Linked DNA regions of Zea mays: region 1 is linked to region 2. The links are chromatin contacts, called in public Hi-C maps. All regions are on one chromosome and are shown on one strand. The core of a region is the stretch at or near the end of the contact, and the rest is flanking DNA. Distances in the headings are between cores, read along the strand shown. Region 1 holds the start of LOC100277584. Region 2 has its middle 52 kb from the start of LOC103640318.

Region 1 (4,491 bases), core at 860-3,359, 220 kb before region 2:
TTCCTCATACAAAATATCTCGATATAACCAGCTACTAATGACAAGGTTGAACTACAACTGCATATCACAAGACTATAAAGTACAGCACTGATATTTGTGGGACGACTTGTACCAGCTTAAAAGGATTCTCTCTTCTTCTTGTTCTTCGATTGCTTGGCCAGGAGAACAGAAAGCCCAGTCAATGCAAACTTCTTCCTCTTCCCCGAAATTCTTCTGCGAGCAGCCACATCCTCTCTGCACAGAACACCACTCCTGTTTATAATCTGACCGAGCGAGATCTCCGGTATCTCGCCTGTTTTGTCATCCCAAACACTCTTGTCGTACCCATCAGGTCCCATTAGCTTCATGCTCAGTATCTGCCCGATCGACAATGTTGGTTTGGGTGGTCTGTCTGAAGCATCAGAGATCATATCCGTGGCGTGCGAATCTTCGCGACGGTGAGCTGCCGCCCTTTTGAATCTTGGGGAGCCACCAAGAGACCGCCTCTTGTGCCCGCTCTCAGATTTCCATCTACGAAGAATCTCTTCCACCGCAAACTTCCCATGGTTTGCAGCCTCTACCCTCCTCAGGGCCTCTTGCAGCGCCTTCTTGCACTCCTCGACCTCCACTCTGGCATCCTCGAGCCTCTTGACAGACTCGGACTCTGAATCGTCAGCTGCGTCTACCTGCAGCATTGCGTTCTCCACTTTCCTCCTGGAGCTTTCGTCAGCTTCCAGAGCTCGGGAGCACAGCTTGAAATACTCCTCCATCGAGAGAGTTACCCCTCCTCCATCGGAAGCGGTGTCTCCTTCGAAAGAACTTCCGCTGCTCACTAGCGCTTTGATCTCGGCCAGCGCGAGGGCCTCTGCTGCTCTAGCGGCGTCTTCCATCTTCCTGGCTGCAATGCACCTGACCTCAGCCGTGCAAATGCTGGCCTTTACCTGCTCGATTTCTGCAGCCAACACCATTGCCTCAGATTTCGAATCGTCTGCCATGCTCCTGAGCTGCTGCACCTCGGTGGTCATTTTCTTGATCTCTACAAAAATATCTGAGGGGTCTTTGCGTCTCCTCTGCAGATCCTTCAGCGTTTCCATCTTTTGCGCTGTCTGATCCAGGTCATCCTCCAAAGAAGAAACCGACGAAGTATCAGAGGAGAGCTTCTCTCGGGCTCTTTCAAGCAACACTTTCTCTTTCGCTATGCTGTTTCGCAGTAGCTCGACTGCAGCCCGCACCGCAGCCAGATCACATGTAGCTCTGTTCAGGTTTGCCTTCGCCTGCTCGAGATCCACCGGAACCGAACCTGAATGGTTCTCCTCTACACCTTCCATGTCCACCACCACATCAATGTTGGTGTTTTCAGGTTTCTGCTGTTGAGCTCCCGCCTCAGAAACCTGGTCAGCAGCCTCTTCAGGGGATGTTTCAGTGGCTTCCTTCCGTATCTTCAGTTTCAGGTCTGCTATGATCTTCTTGGTTGCCTCCAGCTCCTTGAGCACATCAAGAGTCTCCCTTTCTTTAACTGCCAGCTCGTTCTCTAGCTGTGCAGCCTGCTCCTCGGCGTTGATGGCCTCTGCAGCTTGGTCAGACTGTTCATGTTTCTGCAGGTTGCAAACATGGAAAGCAAAGTAAGAAACAGCACCATCGATCTACTCTGTTGCTGGCTTGCTGGGGCCAGTCACTCCGGGGACCAAGCAAGTAGAGCAAAACCGAGGAGCCAGCAACCTCGGATCTCACATTGATCAACTACCAGGTGGATGCAGCAGCAGCAAACGGAGCGGACTATGCCACGGCAGGGGATGGACGGAGGAGAAAGAAAATGGGAGAAGAAAAGAGGCGGCGGCGGGTGGTCGGTCACCTTGGAGGGCGCGAACATGCGCCTGACGAGGTCGGAGCTCCAGACGGCGCTGCCACCGAACCGGTCGACGGCCTCCCGCACGGACTCGAACGGCGCGGACGTGTCGATCTCCACCCTGCCGCCGCCCGCCCCATCCGGCGCGGCGGCGGCTGGAGCTGCGCATTCTGCTTCGGAGCTCATGGCGAACGGTGGGGCCGGTTTTTTTGGTGGTGCGAGAGGAGAGTGGAGAGAGGACTGGCTACTTGGCTAGAGTGGGGATATGTCATATACTCATATGTGGGAAGACGCCAAGACGGGAAGAAAGCTGTGGGTTTTAAGATGGAGTCATGGAGAGCGCCCCGGCGAGAGAGACGTTGACCGCCCGCCGCACCAAGGAGCCGTTGGCCGTTGAGAGCACAGCCCCTCCTAATTTAAAAACTAAAAAAAAGAGAAAAAGGTTCCCACACCCCACGCACAAGGCTGCCACATGTTACCGTTTCCCAGCAGGCCTCAGCGGCTGCTCCCTCCTCTGCCAGACTGCCACACAGGTCCCCCTTCTCAGCTCAGCTCCGCCAAAACCCGAAAACGATGCAGCCGAACGCCGGGACACTGTACGACGAGTTGCCGTTGCAGGCCGCCGCGCCCGCGCACTGCAGCCAAATGAACACAGGATCCGCCGGGCGACGGGTCTTGTTCCATCATTGTCACACAGTGGTGGCGCGCGCGGATCACGAGGAAACCAATCGCCCCATCCCCTATTGCAGATGCTGCAGCGATCGTCATCTCCGATGCGGCCTTGTCTGCTTTGGCTGCGATTTTGGACGGCCGTCCTCACTCTGCCTACCAGTGCCAGTGCCAGCACACGGGAACTGAACGTGAACGTTGCCGAAGAGAAGACGACAGCAAGGGCTTCTTCGTTTCTGGACCGTTGCCAAGATCTGAATGGGATATAAACAAAACCGGTGCTGATCCCTATTTGTGGCACTATAAATTTAACACTAAATCGGTCACTACTAGTCTCGTAGCTTGATAGCTTGAGCTTTTGTTACACAGGATCCGATGTCATTAAATTATACCGTCTATAACGTCAGCTATCGATCACACTATAGACTATTACAATGTCTTTACCGTTATTATACATTGAGCATCATTCGAGGACATATATGTTGCACATGAAAGTTTAATGCACATGGTGCACATATTAAATCATCACTATCCATATCAGATCTAACGTTTCTGTTTAATTATTGTAATTCATAAATAACATCTTCCACCACTACATCTCACCATGTTAGAGTGTGTCCTTGGCAAAATGTATCAAACAACTAGAGACGTTAGATCTAAAATGAGTGGTGATGATTTAATATGTGCATCATATGCACTAAACATCCATGTGCACGAGATATATTCTCATCAGTTTTTCTTATACATGTTTGTATTGCAAATAAAACACGTGCTTTATTTGCAAAACATTAATCTAACGTATAGATAAGAATATCCACTCTACATAGTTCATAAAGAGAACAAAATTTATATTGTTTTAAAAAATAAAACTACACAATTGATGGAACAATTAAAATTACATTACTTAGGAAGAAAATTATATAATGTATAAAACAAATAAAAATGACATTATAATCTCGTTTGGATGTAGATTTTGGGGTACGAAATTGTGAATTGGGATCAGTTTTCTTAAATTTTGCTGTTTAATTGCACATGGAATAGAGATTTGAAATTAGGGACCCAATCTCTAGTATTGGACTATAACCGGAAGCTCCATCTTTCAATACAGAGTGTCACCCCTCTATATTGCGTGGAATTAGACCACACAATTCCAAACTTCAATACAATAACATCAAAAAATAGAACTGGAATTGCATCCCATTTCAATACCATGACTGATTTGGTATTGAACCAATTCAATTTCATACCCTCCAATTCACCGTCAATTACATCCAAATGGAGCACTAGAAAAATAAAAAAATTACATTACACATAAAAATAAAATCTAATTTCCATGATGCAAAGATCCTAAATATACTCCATTAAATAATTTTAGAGATGGTCATACATCGAAAAAATGGATTGAGGTCTCATGTTGAAGGATGGTTGCAAAGACCATAGGTGCTTGAGGGGTGATGGTTGGTGCTGCAATGGAGGACTCGACTATATTGTAGTCGTCCACAACGTATGATACATGCACACATGATCACACTGAATACTTGGTGAGAAAAAGGAATGGCATGGGGTAGCAAGAATATATAATCGAGCCTTAAGGACCCTGAAATGCTCTCTATGTCCTTCCATGCGCCCTCATGCCCTACAACAAACATCTGCTGCTTAGGAGTCTATAGGAGGAGAATGGTTCTCATAAACACCAACCACTGAGGGTTGATGCCATCGGCGAGGGAGTACCCTTGGTTGTACTCATGACCATTCACCGTGAAGTTCACATTATCAGTGAGCAACAACGGCTGGTTGAGCATGTTCACGTTGTTGTTCGACCCCGTGACCCCCAAAAAATATGTCAATCCACAAGTCATATGAGGTAACTGTCTCGAGCATGATGGTTGAGGATCCAGTGTCCCTTGTAAACTATCATCTCCATCCAATGGAACAATTCCTGCACTTTCAATGCATGCAATCTATACTTTCTATCATATTAGGAATCTCCTCCTCCC
Region 2 (4,544 bases), core at 1,985-4,484:
ATAACTAATTCTCGTCGGCAAACGGCTAACTCCCGTTGGCCCTAAACCGATGGCCATCAGGTGTCGGGGATAACCTTATTCCCGTCGGCGGCTGACAGGAATAAGTAATCCCCGTCGGCCAAGTACAAGCCGACGGGAATAAGCGTTAACTCCCGTCGGCCACGGCAACCGACGGGGATTAACTATTAACTCTCGTCGACCAGGGGAACCGACGGGGCTTACTGTTAACTCCCGTCGGCCAGGTGAGCCGACGGGGATTAACTGGGCCGACGTGGATTAATTGTTAATCCCCATTGGTTTGACCATAGCCGACGGGAATTAACCTATAATGTTGCAAAACCAGCACCAAATTAGGTCACTATTTCTCCACAATTGCACACAATACATATATATCATCACACAGAACATACACATTACAAACACATGCATTGATAATCAATTCACACATCACAAACTTAAGATCACCAACATAGTTTAGACAAACATTTCAAATAGGAACAATGAGATAAGTTCAAGTATTTAAGTTCGCAAAAAATATAGCGTCCATGAGTTAAGAAACATAACGTTCACGAGTTAAAAAACATAGCGTGCACGAGTTCAAGTGTTTAGAGATAAACATCACTTGTGTGGTTAGAGCTTTGGCCGCTGCCGCCACCAGGAGGAGGGAACGCGAAGAGGGAGTCAACAAATTTAGTCCCTGTTGCGGGATCAGACCCACTACCACCTGCGTCGGGCGTAACCTATGCAAGTTAGGAAATATCAACATTTTTAATACAAATATCAAAAAGTATACAAGTGTATAAATTCATCGAGAGTTATCAAACGTACCCTATCTCCAGGTGCAGGTATATATGTCGGAGGGGTGTTGAACTGTGGTGGCGGAGCTAGTGTGGATGCAAACTGGCTCCATTGTGGTGGCGGTGGAATATTTGTTGCCATGTCATGTTGCTGCATTAACTGTTATACATATGTGTTACTATTGAAGATGTTGTATTGAAATATAATAATTTAAAGTTCAGATTATGTATACTCACTTGATACATCGCTTGGTTATGTGCATTGCAAGCCTCCATAAATTCGCGTTGTTGTCTCATCTCTTCATGCATCCTCATAATCTCCAACTCCTGCTCGTTCGATCGACGAGAGCATGAGCTACGGGAAGACGAACTCGTCCTCTGAGATCTCACCGACGACGAGTCAATGAATCCGTCGAAGAGTGCGTATCTATAAGTGATTCAAAAATTGTAATTACTGCATAATCAATTTAGTGTCAACCATATAATTTCATAAGTTACAACTTACCGTCCATGTGCTTTTCCACCACCACTTGCATACACCACCGAGAGATCCACCGGTTCATGTCGCCAGTCGAAGTCAGGGTCATGGCGACGAACCATCTCCTGCCCATATGCCGCCTATACATCATTCACAACCTTACAAATGCAGGAATTTCTATACTTTGAACGTTTGTACTTTTGGGCAAAAACTCACCAGCCGATCCGTGGTTGTCTGGCTGTAGAGCTGGTCAGGGTTGTTAGGGTCTAGTCCTTTGTGGCCCTCTTGGTAAACCATTCACTTGTGTGACACCCAGCCTTCTTGAAACCTTCATACATCTAATCATGTCTATCACCCATTATTGCGGATGTGTGTACGAGTAAGGAGTGCGTGTGAGACATTCATGTTTCTACACGTCACACATACATCTATAGATAAGTAGTAAAACTATATATATACATAACATCACCTTCATCACATTAACATGATAATCATTAATTAACAATATTGCAACATCCAAATTTAGGTCAAATCATACTAACAAATAACAATATTAAATAAATTTTAATCGCATTACAGTTAACTCCCGTCGGCCATAAAAACCGACGAAAATAAACAATATTTGCAACATTAAATCCATTAAATTAAATAATATTTTTAGAACATCAAATTTATCATTACATCAATAAATAACATTAAATTCAACAATTCAATAGCATAAGTTAATCTACTATAATAACAGAATTAATACTTACCTAACATTAAGCCACACATGTGATATTAAACTAACTTTAATCACACTCTAATCACATGTTATATTAAACTACCTCTAATCACATGAAAGCTAACTCCCGTCGGCCATAAAAACCGATGAAAATAATCACATGTATTTACATATAGGTAGGATTATACCTCAACGAGCCTGCGGTTGCTGAACGGCGCGTCGGTACACGGGCGAACGGTGGACGACGACGGGCTGGAGACGGCGACGCTCGGGGGCTAGAGGCAGCGTTCGGGCGGGGGCGGCGGCGCTCCAGGGCGAGCGGGGGGGCGGCGGCGCTCGAGCCGGACCAGGGGGCGGCGGTGCACGGGCGGGTGCGGCCACGCATGGCGGCGCTCTGGGGCGGCGCTCGGTCGGGGCTGGGCTCGGCGGCGCTCGGGCGGGGGCTGCGCACGTCGGGTGGTCGGGGAGCAGACGGCGGCGGTTCGAGTGGAGAAGAAGAAATGAGCCCGCGCGCGTCCGCGGCCTGGCTCTAAAACACTTAATCCCCGTCGGCTTGTGACGTGGCCGACGGAAATAACTTAACCCCCGTCGGCTTTGTGACGTGGCCGACGGGAATAAATTAACCCACGTCGGCTTTGTGACGTGACCGACGGGAATAACTTAACCTCCGTCGGCTACTAGATGGCCGACGGAAATTAATTGATTCACGTCGGCTTTTTTACTAGCCGACAGGAATTAATCTGGCCGACGGGAATCGACGGGATTCCTGTAGTGGGGGATCGCAAGGACTCGCTAATCGTCCTCTTCTTTTGGATGCTGCCTTAGATCGTCTTCTTCCGCTTTATCGTGGATGGCGGGTGACAACGCAGGAAACATCTATCTGTACCTATTGTAGTTCGTTAATTTGAGCAACACACGTTGTCAACTCGTGTAACACACACCATCAACTTGTGTGAATAGAGCAATCACTGTCTTGAGTAGCTAGGTACAGCCTAATGCCTAGATTTGTAAAATTCAATATAATAATTTATATAAGCATAGTGATTATGTATGTGCTTGGTGCTGACAACAACCGTGTTACATTTATACCTCGCTGTATGTTTACTATAAAATTTAGATTAAAGTAAATATAAAAATGACTAAATTCATAATAGACAGGAGATTTGAAGGGCCTCGGAAGACGAACCCAAATACGTTTGGACCGAAATGAATCAACGAGTAGCTGATCCTATGTGGCCCATATGGAGGGAGGCCCTTAACGGCTCCTTGTTGTATTTTGTACTCTGATAATGAGAGAGTAAGAAACTTTGAATTTGGCTTTCTTCGGAACCGTGCCAAACAAGCGACGGCGGCGAGAAATCCGGTGACAGTTGACTCTAAATTTTACATTTTAAAATTTAAAGATCATACTCTTTATTTCTATTTATTTTTAACTAAAATTAATCAAGAATTCTAACAATTTACGAAGAAATATTTGAATCGTGATTCATTATCCTACATAATGGAGAGTCGAGACCTCGTTCCATTTTCTACAGAGACATCGAGACGTGCGGTAACAATTATATATAGTACCAGATTATAAAACATTACGTATACTTTTATATTATAACACTAACCATCGGTATCAGAGTATCACATGGGTCCTGGGCGGCAATGCAAGAGGTACAGGTGGGATCGATCGCCTTTCTCCGGCGATGGGTCGGGGCGGCTATTTGTTGCAGTAGCTCGTCGCCTCATCCCACTACCCATCGTATCTTTCGGCGAGAGACGGCGCGGCCAGTTGGCCATGACCCACGAGGAGGGTCCTAGCTACTGCAACGGTGAGAGATCACGAGGGCAGCAGGAGCGCAGGTCAGCAACGGCAAGTGAGTGAAGCAACTCTCGTTGGGGCACGGCAGGCAGACGACACGGGCATTGGTGGCGTGACGTAAAGGCTCGGTCGGTTGCTTTCTAGGCCTACGGGATTGAATACGATCTCATGCTTAGCTTTGGCCGCTCGGCGATTAGAGTTGCCATCCCTTTGTACAACTTGCCCGAACCCTTTTTTTTTTTTTTTGCGTTCGGGAGCTTTTTATGCCCACTTGAATTGAATGGGTCGGTCGTTTTGTAGTCTCGATCAGTACATGTACAACCAGTATATGTACAACCTTATTTAATATGGTCTTTTGAGGGACCTCTAAGAGTTTTAGTGAAAAAAAATATTAGAGACGGACTCTCTATAAAAAGCATGTCTCTTTACGACTCTATATATATATATATTGTATCTTAGTTGTATTTATGTTTCGAAGTCTTAAGATTGTATCATTCTTAAACCAGAGTCTACATATCCTTAGCCTACATGTGCGTAGTTTTCATAATGGGGCAAGGAGCATGTCTTCACGATGAAATAAATTTCCGCACACTCCAAACCGATGGGAGCATCCGCGGCTCTGGACGCACGCGTTGTAGCTCTTGGCTAAGTCTGCGCGCGGCCCTCAGCTTCTAGCCGTCGTGATGCAAAGGAAACAATTTCGTCCATCATAAATTGTATCATGAATTTATGATA

The links. A called contact is a pair of places that touch in the nucleus more often than the background predicts.
Region 1: a Hi-C map of leaf shows a contact between it and region 2, with 5 times the contacts expected there. The contact joins the promoter of LOC100277584 here to the enhancer-like site in region 2. A contact is called at or near these places in 2 of 25 Hi-C or Micro-C datasets (leaf and tassel).

The regions. Positions count from the first base shown.
Region 1 is chr9:136,737,307-136,741,797 of Zm-B73-REFERENCE-NAM-5.0, reverse strand. LOC100277584 reads right to left here and starts at 2,109. Exons shown (of 2, transcript NM_001151102.1): 1 at 1,832-2,109; 2 at 1-1,574. The coding sequence starts at 2,011. The coding sequence ends at 117.
Region 2 is chr9:136,521,036-136,525,579 of Zm-B73-REFERENCE-NAM-5.0, reverse strand. No RefSeq gene overlaps it. Among protein-coding and RNA genes, the nearest start is that of LOC103640318, 52 kb to the right of the region's middle. Within about 2 kb of position 3,234, at least 15 of the 20 cell types and tissues checked have an H3K27ac peak or open chromatin away from gene starts, as enhancers often do. A contact at or near this core is called in leaf and tassel, where this site is marked.